2 separate regions of the Lactuca sativa genome follow, and region 2 is linked to region 1. The links are chromatin contacts, called in public Hi-C maps. All regions are on one chromosome and are shown on one strand. Each heading gives the region's core, a stretch centred on a gene start, on an enhancer-like site or on the middle of the called end of the contact. The rest is flanking DNA. Distances are from core to core; before and after follow the strand shown.

Region 1 (5,015 bases), core at 1,336-3,835:
GATAATTAAAGCCCTCATATTTGTTAGTACTTAACCCTTTATGAACTCCATTTGCTACTTGGTCATTAGTCTTGATATGTTTCATATTGACTTCTTACTTGAGAACTTTTTCTTTTCCACATGTTTTGTTTTTCCTTAGTTGTTGCAGTCGTTGCTTCATATATTGCTTCCATAGTTGACAACGACATTCGTGGTTGCCTTTTATTGCACCATAATATTGTCCGTGACCCCGTTGAACTCTCTTATATAGTTTCTTATGCCTACCGTTGGAGAACTTGTAAGCATGTGGGGTGTCCCTTTTACAAGCCCTGGAAAATTCCTGTAATATTAACATGTTATGACGTGATCCCTTATTGATCTGATCATCTCGTTTAGATGTTGCTTGGTTGAGAGATTTTACTTTGCTCTTACGAATTAATGTGTTTTTCTTCTTATTCACCTTATCCGGTTTCTCCATCACATGTTCCACTTTTCGTCTAAGATGCAAGTTTTTATGTAACCCTAGTGGCATTATGTTCTTCTTCTCCTTCGGAATGTCCATCTTTGAGGGAACAATTTCCTCCTTCAAGGCTGTCATAAACTTTGCCTCACTCTTCTTGAGACCTTTGTCGAGTTGCATAGTTGATAGGATTTGGGATCCAATCCTATTTCTCTTCAAGGGTACAATGTGAATTATTGAACCCTTAGTGATACGCATGGTATCATCTCTTTCAAATGACCAGGGTCGTACGTTGTCTAGGAAATCCATTCCCATTACCATACGATAGTCATCCATATGCACCACTGTTAAGTCTATGGTGCCTTCCCATTCTGCTATCTTAAGAGGTACTCCATATGCAACACCAATGATAGGCTTGGATAAAGAGTTGACGACTTTCAACCGGCCTGGATTTTTGGTGTATTTGATGCCCAACTTCTTAGCTTCATCTTTAGCAAGGAAATTATGAGATGCACCTGTATCTACCAATGCCTTGGTGTATCCTCCATTTACCCTGGCATCCACGAACATTAGCCTTCCTCTTTTAGTCTTATTCTCTTCTATAGCACATAGTGCCTCAGCATCCCATTCATCCTCTACTTCCTTTTTGGAAGTTACTACATTGCTTTCAACAGACTTTTTCTTTGACCAACAATCCTTGGACATGTGGCCCCACTTTCCACAATTGTTGCAGTTGCCTTCGAACCTCCTCCCCCAAGAACTCTTATTGTCGATCTTTTGAGATCTCCATGGTTGTGAGGTTCCTGGTTGACTCTTTCCTTTGTCAGCATTTTTGTATGCTTCTTTAGAAGGTGGCTTGAAATTCCTCCGACTTTTACTTGTGTAGAGTGCTTCTTCTTCACTCTTCAGCGTGATGCCTCCCATTTGCTTAGCCATAGCTTCTTGGCTGGCCAACAAATTCTCAAACTCTACAAGTGATGGTTGAACGGGCCATCCTTGTACAGCAGTAATAAAGCTTCTATATTCCGGCCTCAGTCCATGGATAATGATCCTCTTCATTCGAGCTTCTGCAATGACGGATTGCGGATCTAGTTTAGTAATCTCCCGACATATCGACTTGACCTTGTGGAAATATTGAGCAATCGTCATGTCACGTTGTGAGATTGATAATAGCTCGTTCTCCAAAAGTTGTAGTCTCGTATCATTCTTCTTTGAGAAAAGCGTCACAAACCTGTCCCAAGCTTCTTTCGGGGTGTTCTCATCCCGAATATGCTCTAACATCTCTTCTTCGATTGTGGTCTTCAAGGCAAACATTGCTTTGCCTGCTTTGATTTTCCATTTGCGCAAAGCACCATTAACGTCTTCCTCTGGTGGCGTAGTTTCGCTTCCACCAACGACCTCCCATAGATCTTGTCCTTGTAAGTAGGACTTCATACATGTTTCCCACGTTTTGTAGTTGTTGTTGTTGAGTTTCTTGATTCCTCCGACGACTTGGAGATCACCCATCGTGTTGGCAGTACCTCGGTAATACCAAACAAGCTAGTTTCGATACTAAACTTGCAGAGTCACAAACTACTCACGATACAACGAGAATCACTCGTTCTCACTATCAAGAAACCTTGCTCTGATACCAGATTGTTGAACACGACTCTTTTATATGGGAAACAACAAGACTTTTATTAAGACACTTAAGGAGAACTCACACTTTGTGAGACTACTACACACTTTGCTTTCTTTGAGGCTTTCTTGGATACTTGGATGTTGGGATTGTTTGGAGCAAATGAGCTCCACACCTATTTATAGGTGTTTCCACCTCCTTATAGGAAGTTTCTAGATCTACATACATTCATGGCTATTCTAGAACTATCTACCATATTCTATATCTATTACAAGCTTTTATATGTTTCTAGAATGTTCTATAATGTCCTAGATAAGTATAGACATTCTTGTGTCTTCCATAGTGTTCTAGAATGTTCCATAGCCTTCCAGGGTCTTCCATCTCATTCTAGAGTATTCTAGAATCTTCCAGCATCTTCAACACTCCTCCATAGTATTCCATAATGTTCTAGAATCTTCCAGATCATTCTAGAACATGCTAACTTCTTCTAGACAATAACATGATTCTATTGGGCTAGTGATGACCTTCAACATTTGCTGCCTTGTCGGCGGACGTCCGCATCAACGGAAGTCCTCCAGCCGCCATGCATGAAGTCGGCTGCCACCACCTCCATTTCGTTCGATATTCCGATCAAATGGGGACATCTGCTGCCCCGCCATTAAGCGTCGCTGACCGCTACGCTATTGTTGATAGTTGCCATTGCGACGCTGCTGCTGGAGAACCGCGAGAGTCGATGAAACCCGTTGTGCCGTCGTTATGCCAGTCGTCTGGTCCGTCGGATGCCACCAAATGGGTGGTTGTGTCATGCCTTGCATATCAGGTGTGTGTCGATACCGTTCTTCTATGTCGACCACCACCGCCCAAGCAGCTGAAGGGTTGTCGTCGCTGTTGTCATTCTCTTATACTGCCGCCTTCACCACCCACCTCAGTGGATGTTGGGTTTATTTTCTGGGCAGTAGGGGGTGTGTGTGAAGTGGGTGTGTGTTTCAGCGTGTCTCGCAAGTTTGGATGTGTCGGGTTGTTGCTGCCGGAGAAAAGTCAAGGAAGAACCACAATGGCTGCCACCTCAAGGCCGCCATGGAGGGTGTGTGTGTTAGCTTAGTGTGTGTGTTAATAGAGTTTTCTGTTGTATGATATAATCGATAAAGGATAATGGAAAGAAACCCTAAACACCACAGTATGGTGGTGGCTACCGCCTCCCACCGCCACTGGCCGCCGTGTCGGGTGGCGGTGTGCTTTGATTGCGTTTGGACCTCGTTTGGGGGATGCTTGGACAATGTGGGACCAATGAAACCCTAATGGGCTCAAAGAAACCCTAGTAGGCCCAATGGTAATCCTAATGGGCTTAATAAGGCCCAATGTGACCTAAAAGCCCAATCAATGGACTAATGGGCTAGTATTGTGTTGGAAAACCCTAATAGCATAAAACCCTAAATTGTGGAAATCAATCCGCACACACACATGCGGGAATTATTTAATAACTTGAGATATTAAATAATAATCATTGGAAAATTAATCTATGGCAATAATGGACTTAATGGATTAAGTCCTTATTGGAGTAAGTCATTATTGGATTATGTCCTTAATGGGTTAAGTAAGAAACACTTAACCGTAATCATCATTTCATTTGAAAACCCTAATTTTGGGATTATGGGCTTGGACTTATCGGGACCCACTTTTGGGCGATTGGAAAGGAATTGTGTATTAAGCCCAATCACACCATATGACTTATTTAGTAAAGTGAGGGGCTTAATGGATTATGTCCTTAATGGGTTAAGTGAGAAACACTTAACCCTAGTTGTCATTTTATGTGAAACCCTAATTTCACTTGGGCCTTCCTATAGGGTTTTGGTGGTTAGACTATTGATGGACCATCCAAGAACAAGTTAATAGACCAAAGTAATTAGATGGGCTTTAGGATAAGGCCCATGTGAGGACTTGGGTCTAATTTGGAAGATCGGGCCATATGTTGGGCCTTGGCCTATTACTTGACCTTTGGGCTTTTGTAGTGTGAGTTTGACTTTAGCTTGGAACCCAATTATTAATTGGGTATTGTTTGATGTTGACAGTTCGGGAATCTGTCAATCAGCAGTTGGAGCGTACCTGGGAGACTTCAGCAGTGCCAGGTGAGTTCTCCTCACTATATCAACAGGGTCTAAGGCACCAAGGCCGGCCCTTTATGGATTGTATTCGAATTATTGGATTTTATGCATACTAATTTATATCCTGGTAGTTAGGTGGTGTTATGCTATGCTTTAGTGGCTCGGTTTGGTCGGTATCCTGGTAAATAGGATGATGCTATGTTAGTGACCTGTTAGGTCGATATCCTGCTTATAGGATTATTGCTATGCTTTGTGATCTGTTAGGTCGGTTTAACTGTTATATATATATATATATATATATATATATATATATATATATATATATATATATACATGTTAGTATTATATGATGTCTATGTGCACATGATTGTCCTGATTATAGGATGATGCTATGTTAGTGACCGGTTAGGTCTGTATCCCGGTTATTGGGATGTTGCTATGATTGGTGATCTGTTAGATCGGTTTGACTGTTATATGAAATGAGCTAGCGTATGATATTTATGTGCACATGTGTTGTTTGATTGGGGGTTGGGTTGAGGCGGTCTTGTTTTGTGATGTAGGCCAACATACCCGACGAGCGGTCCGAATAGGCTGTAGGCCCTGCTTGGCGGTCCAGACATGCCGAAGGCTCGAAGAGCAGCCCAGATAGACTAAAGGCCTGTGAGGCGGTCCATTCAGGCTGATGATTCATTATGCATGTGGTTATGTATTGGTTATATGACATGGTTATGTTTGTATGGCGTTGGTATTTTGGAGAAACTCACTAAGCTTCGGGCTTACGGTTGTTGATTTTATTTCAGGTATTTCTGATGACCGCGGGAAGGCGAAGGCGTGATCGTACACCTCCTTATATTTT
Region 2 (5,015 bases), core at 765-3,264, 640 kb after region 1:
GAAATTGATCCTTTGATATAAGAATGACGGCTTCCTGTTAATGATTGTATGACAATTTTATTTTCTTTCACAACCAGGCGATAATTGAAGCAGGAAATCAAAGAGGAATTGAGTTGTGTTGTTATCGTGAATAAGGAAAGATGTAGTGTTTAAGGAATACTTTTTTCCAGAAAATTAAACAACTAATCAAAACTACGTAGTTTTTATGGATTGGGTATCTAAAGATCATATACCCTTAAGGGTATATTCATTTTTCCATATATATATATATATATATATATATATATATATATATATATATATATATATATATATATATATATATATATATATATATATATATATATATATATATATATATATATATATATATAGGTTTAGGTTCATTTGAAACCATTCTATTTTTGAGAGACCGTGAGATTAAATCTAAAAATAATTTTAAAATGCAAAAGAAATAGAAAAATCCAAAAATTCTTTTTTTAAATATTATTTTCGGAACTTGAATTAACTAAAAAAAATAAAAATAAAACAAAAAATAAAATAAAACAAAAAAAATCCCGTTTTTTTTTTTTGAAAAATACGTGAAATATTCTAATAGAATATTACACTGTACATATTCTAAAAAACAATTTTAAAATGCAAAATAAATGAAAAAATCTAAAAATTCTTTTTTTAAATATTATTTTCGCAACTTGAATTAACTAAATAAAATAAATAAAAAAAATCCCGTTTTTTTTTTAAATACGTGAAATATTTTAATAGAATATTACATTGTACATATTCTAAAAAATAATTTTAAAATGCAAAATAAATGGAAAAATCCAAAATTTCTTTTTTTAAATATTATTTTTCGGAACTTGATTTAACTAAAAAAAAATAAAAAATAAATAAATAAATGCGTCTCACGGTCTCACAAAATTAGGCCGTCTCACATGAACCTAACCCTATATATATATATATATATATATATATATATATATATATATATATATATATATATATATATATATATATATATATATATATATATATATATATATATATATATATATATATATATATATATATATATATATATATATATATATATATATATATATATATATATATGTTAATTTGTTTCTTATATTTATCGTGCTAGAATGCACTAATAAAAATTTAGTAAAATTAAATTATTATTTAATTAAATAAATATAGATATTAAATGATTTTCATAATTATATGTATATTTAATGATATCCATAATTATAATTTTCTTTTTATGGAAACTAATTTAATAACTTCAGTCTTGGTTTGAAAGTATTTTATTTATTTTTACTAAATGATGCTTTAAATATTTGATTAAATATTAAGTCGTATATTATATTTTTTCTAGACTAGATTTTGTAAAAGGTCTATCGAATAAATTAAATTGGAAAATTTTGTTTAACACATCTGATGCACTAAACAACAAATAAAAGGTGGGATCGGAAGCCATGCCTTATATAAGGAAAATAATTTATACATAACAATTTTTATTCATACTTTAAAAAAATATATCATGCATTTACAATATTATGTCATTTTAATACATTAAAAATCAAACATTTTGTTTTATGTTAACATCCAAAACTGTATTTATTTTTACACAAGGAAACCAGATTTTTTTCTTAGAGTATAAAATTGAACTTTTTTATACTTTTTCACATTCTTCATTTATATAATCTAACAATATCAGTCAATCAGATTAACTACCATAGTACCATGTACAAATCAACTGGAGACAAAAGGACATGGAGAAAAAAAAAAGACTTATAAGAACCCATACTAATAATTTCTGGTAAGAAATTTGATTAATTAAAAAATGATTTAGCTGAAATTAATAAAACATTAGAATATTTTATTAAAAAAAATAAGGAAAAGACTACCTATTAAATTTTGCCGGTAAAATCGCACTTATTTTCCCCAATTCTAAGCAAAGGTGCTCTCTTCTGTTCAACTTCCACTTCTCCTTTTTTGACTTTAAAAGTCAAGATTCATTCATTCATTCCATTCTCTCTTTCTATGTATATAGTATATACATATGTTTCTGCATATACTTTTTGATCTTTGATCCCATTATTCAACTCAAAGTTTCATCTTCTTTGGAGCTCCATATATAAGCTGATTATGAAGAACACTTCTGTAAGTTGCTAATCTTTGATTAAATCTGAAGCAGATCATTCCACCAATTGCTTATTACATCTTAATCTCTTTGCACATTTTTTACGCTACATACTCAAAATATTTGGAAAAACTGAAGATTTTGTATTAGAACATAAGATGTCTTAATGGAGTTGTTTCTTTTTGTTAGATATAATACTCAAAATGTTCTTGTAAAACTTCATCCTAATCTATTAATCCCTTTATGTAATGTATCAGGTAGCAATGCCTATGATCAAGAGGCAAAAATCATTACTATGCAGCCCTCTTCTTGGTGCTATATTAGTCTCCATGGCTTTCTTTATAGCAAGTGCACTAATTGTCATAGATCATAAACAGGTAGACATCGTTTTCAAATCTTTCATCTAGTCTAGACTACTAACTAAAAAACTTATGGGTTTGAGTTCACATAATAGCTTTGGTGATGTATCTTTTAAAATGATGCTTGGATATATATGTGATGTGATACGTCAATAGATGATAAGTTTACCCTTTTGTCTCTACGACGTAATAAAGAAATGTATGTATGGATTGTTTTTTACTTAATGTAGAAAGAACCAGGAAAAATATTCTAATAGCGACTTTTTGATTAATTATCATTGATGAATCTTCATATTAATTACTCATATGGTATCCTTTGATTTGATAAGTTCCCAAACTTACGGGCAATCTTGGTTCAGAGATCTCCAGAACTACGAAAGCCTGAGGCTCTACAAGTTACACCAATAAACATATGCGAGGTTTGACACTTTTGTATAAATATGTATGATTACTCTTTAACTTTCTTGACAATATCACATGTAAAGATATAAAAGTTGATCTTTATTTTTATTTTTTTCAAGAATCAATGCAGTCGTGATGGAAGTGAAGCGTTGCCTAAAGGAATCGTGTCAAAAACATCTGATCTAGAGATGCGGCCATTATGGGGCCCTCGTAAGAAGAGGGTATGTATAACTCTACTAGAAAATAAGGCCTCAGTAACAAATTTCCAACTAATTCACTGTCGCTAAAATCTTATTTTTAACCAATATGTACCACTTCATCTCTCCCTTATAAGTTATAACTAGTTCTATATTATTTACCAGAAGAACGTGAAGTCACCAATGAGCTTGTTGGCTATGGCGGTTGGGATGAAGCAAAAAGAAAATGTCAATGAAATGATTAAGAAGGTGATTGATTTAGTAATAATTAAGCGCTATATATATATATAGTCGTGAACAGATTCATAACTTGCTTTGAGACAAATCATTTGTGTTCAAAATTAGTTCCCATCGGATGATTTTGTGATTATGCTATTCCATTATGATGGGATTGTGGATGAATGGAAGGATCTAGAATGGAGTAGTCGTGTCATACATATTTCAGCTATTAGCCAAACAAAATGGTAAGAATTTTCCCACTGGATGATTTTGTGATTATACTGTTGTGTACGAATCAGCTTCCAAAATTATTATATATTCAAATGTGGTAATTGATTCTTGCCTATGGATGGCTTAGGTGGTTTGCTAAGAGGTTCTTGCACCCGGATGTTGTCTCAGAATACGCTTACATTTTCCTTTGGGATGAAGATCTTGGTGTACAAAATTTTGACGCGGGAAGGTTCTTCATTTGTCCCTAAACCCTAAACCCTAAAATGAACAATAGTAAGCAAATGAAGGTGATTTATAGTGATTCTAATGATGCAGATACTTATCGATAATAAAAAATGAAGGGCTTCATATATCTCAGCCAGCACTCGATCCTGAAAAATCAGAGGTGCATCATGAAATGACATCGCGAGAAAGTGGATCAACCGTACACAGGTAGAAATGTTAATCTTATCACATTTAACTTTAACGGTGAGTTTGACAAAAACTAGCCGGAAAGTGTAGCTTTTATTTGTGCAAAATTGTTTAGAAAAAATAGTTGTAAGCTTTTGAAATGTGTAAAACTACATAAAATCTTAAAGCCAATTGAATGAGCTTTTGGATTCATAATTTTTGTTTAAAGGACTTCTATCGACTTTTGAAGGGCAAAAGTGTTATGTTTGACGTAGAAAGTCAAATTGTTGACTTACCTATTTATGTTTCTGTTGTTGTTGATATTATGGTAACAGAAGGATCGAAAGAATGAGCCGCTCAAGAAAACAATGCTATAGAAACAGCACAGATCCACCGTGTACAGGGTACGCAAGACCTTAAAAGATTCATCATTTTAATTTTCGTTTTTTATTTTCATTTTAATCGATGTGTTAACTTAGGTGGGTGGAAATGATGGCTCCTGTTTTCTCAAAAGAAGCATGGCGTTGTGTGTGGTATATGATTCAGGTAACTACAATAAATTTATACTATTGAGACTTGAATCATTGACCATTTCTGAAAACTTACTATGACAAAGGCCATTTTGTACTTGATTTGTGACAGAATGACTTGATTCATGCATGGGGATTGGACATGCAACTAGGGTATTGTGCACAGGGTAATCGAACACAATATATTGGTATTGTTGACTCAGAATATGTTGTTCACTACGGTATTCCTACACTTGGGGATTCATCACAGAATAAGGTTCGTATATATACATTTTATAGTGTATTTGGTTTGACATTAAGCAACTTAACATGTGTGGAAAAGTCAATTAGACGTTTGTAACACGATGCATGGTTGACTAATATGCACATGGGTTGCTTTTTGTGCATGAGTATGACGAAAGGAATGATTGGACATGTGATCATGTGCCTTGATTTATTTCTTATGATTATTTTATGCAGACAAATAGTGACTCATCGAAAGAATCTTCTTCAAAGGAATCAGTCCCATTGGAATCCAATCACACTGATATTAGAGCTGAGGTAA

The links. Hi-C and Micro-C count contacts between places; a contact is called where the count stands out from the background.
Region 2: a contact with region 1 is called in a Hi-C map of leaf, with 6 times the contacts expected there. The contact joins the promoter of LOC111918289 here to the promoter of LOC111915581 in region 1. A contact is called at or near these places in 2 of 4 Hi-C or Micro-C datasets (leaf and seed).

What each region holds. Positions count from the first base shown.
Region 1 is chr8:153,950,083-153,955,097 of Lsat_Salinas_v11, forward strand. It overlaps LOC111915581, which reads left to right and starts at 2,586. Exons shown (of 3, transcript XM_023911232.3): 1 at 2,586-3,141; 2 at 4,127-4,183; 3 at 4,960-5,015. The coding sequence starts at 2,641.
Region 2 is chr8:154,589,529-154,594,543 of Lsat_Salinas_v11, forward strand. LOC111918289 reads left to right here and starts at 2,015. Exons shown (of 13, transcript XM_042897132.2): 1 at 2,015-2,163; 2 at 2,401-2,520; 3 at 2,832-2,921; 4 at 3,024-3,125; 5 at 3,270-3,350; 6 at 3,447-3,565; 7 at 3,679-3,780; 8 at 3,867-3,983; 9 at 4,277-4,345; 10 at 4,421-4,487; 11 at 4,584-4,727; 12 at 4,931-5,011. The coding sequence starts at 2,149.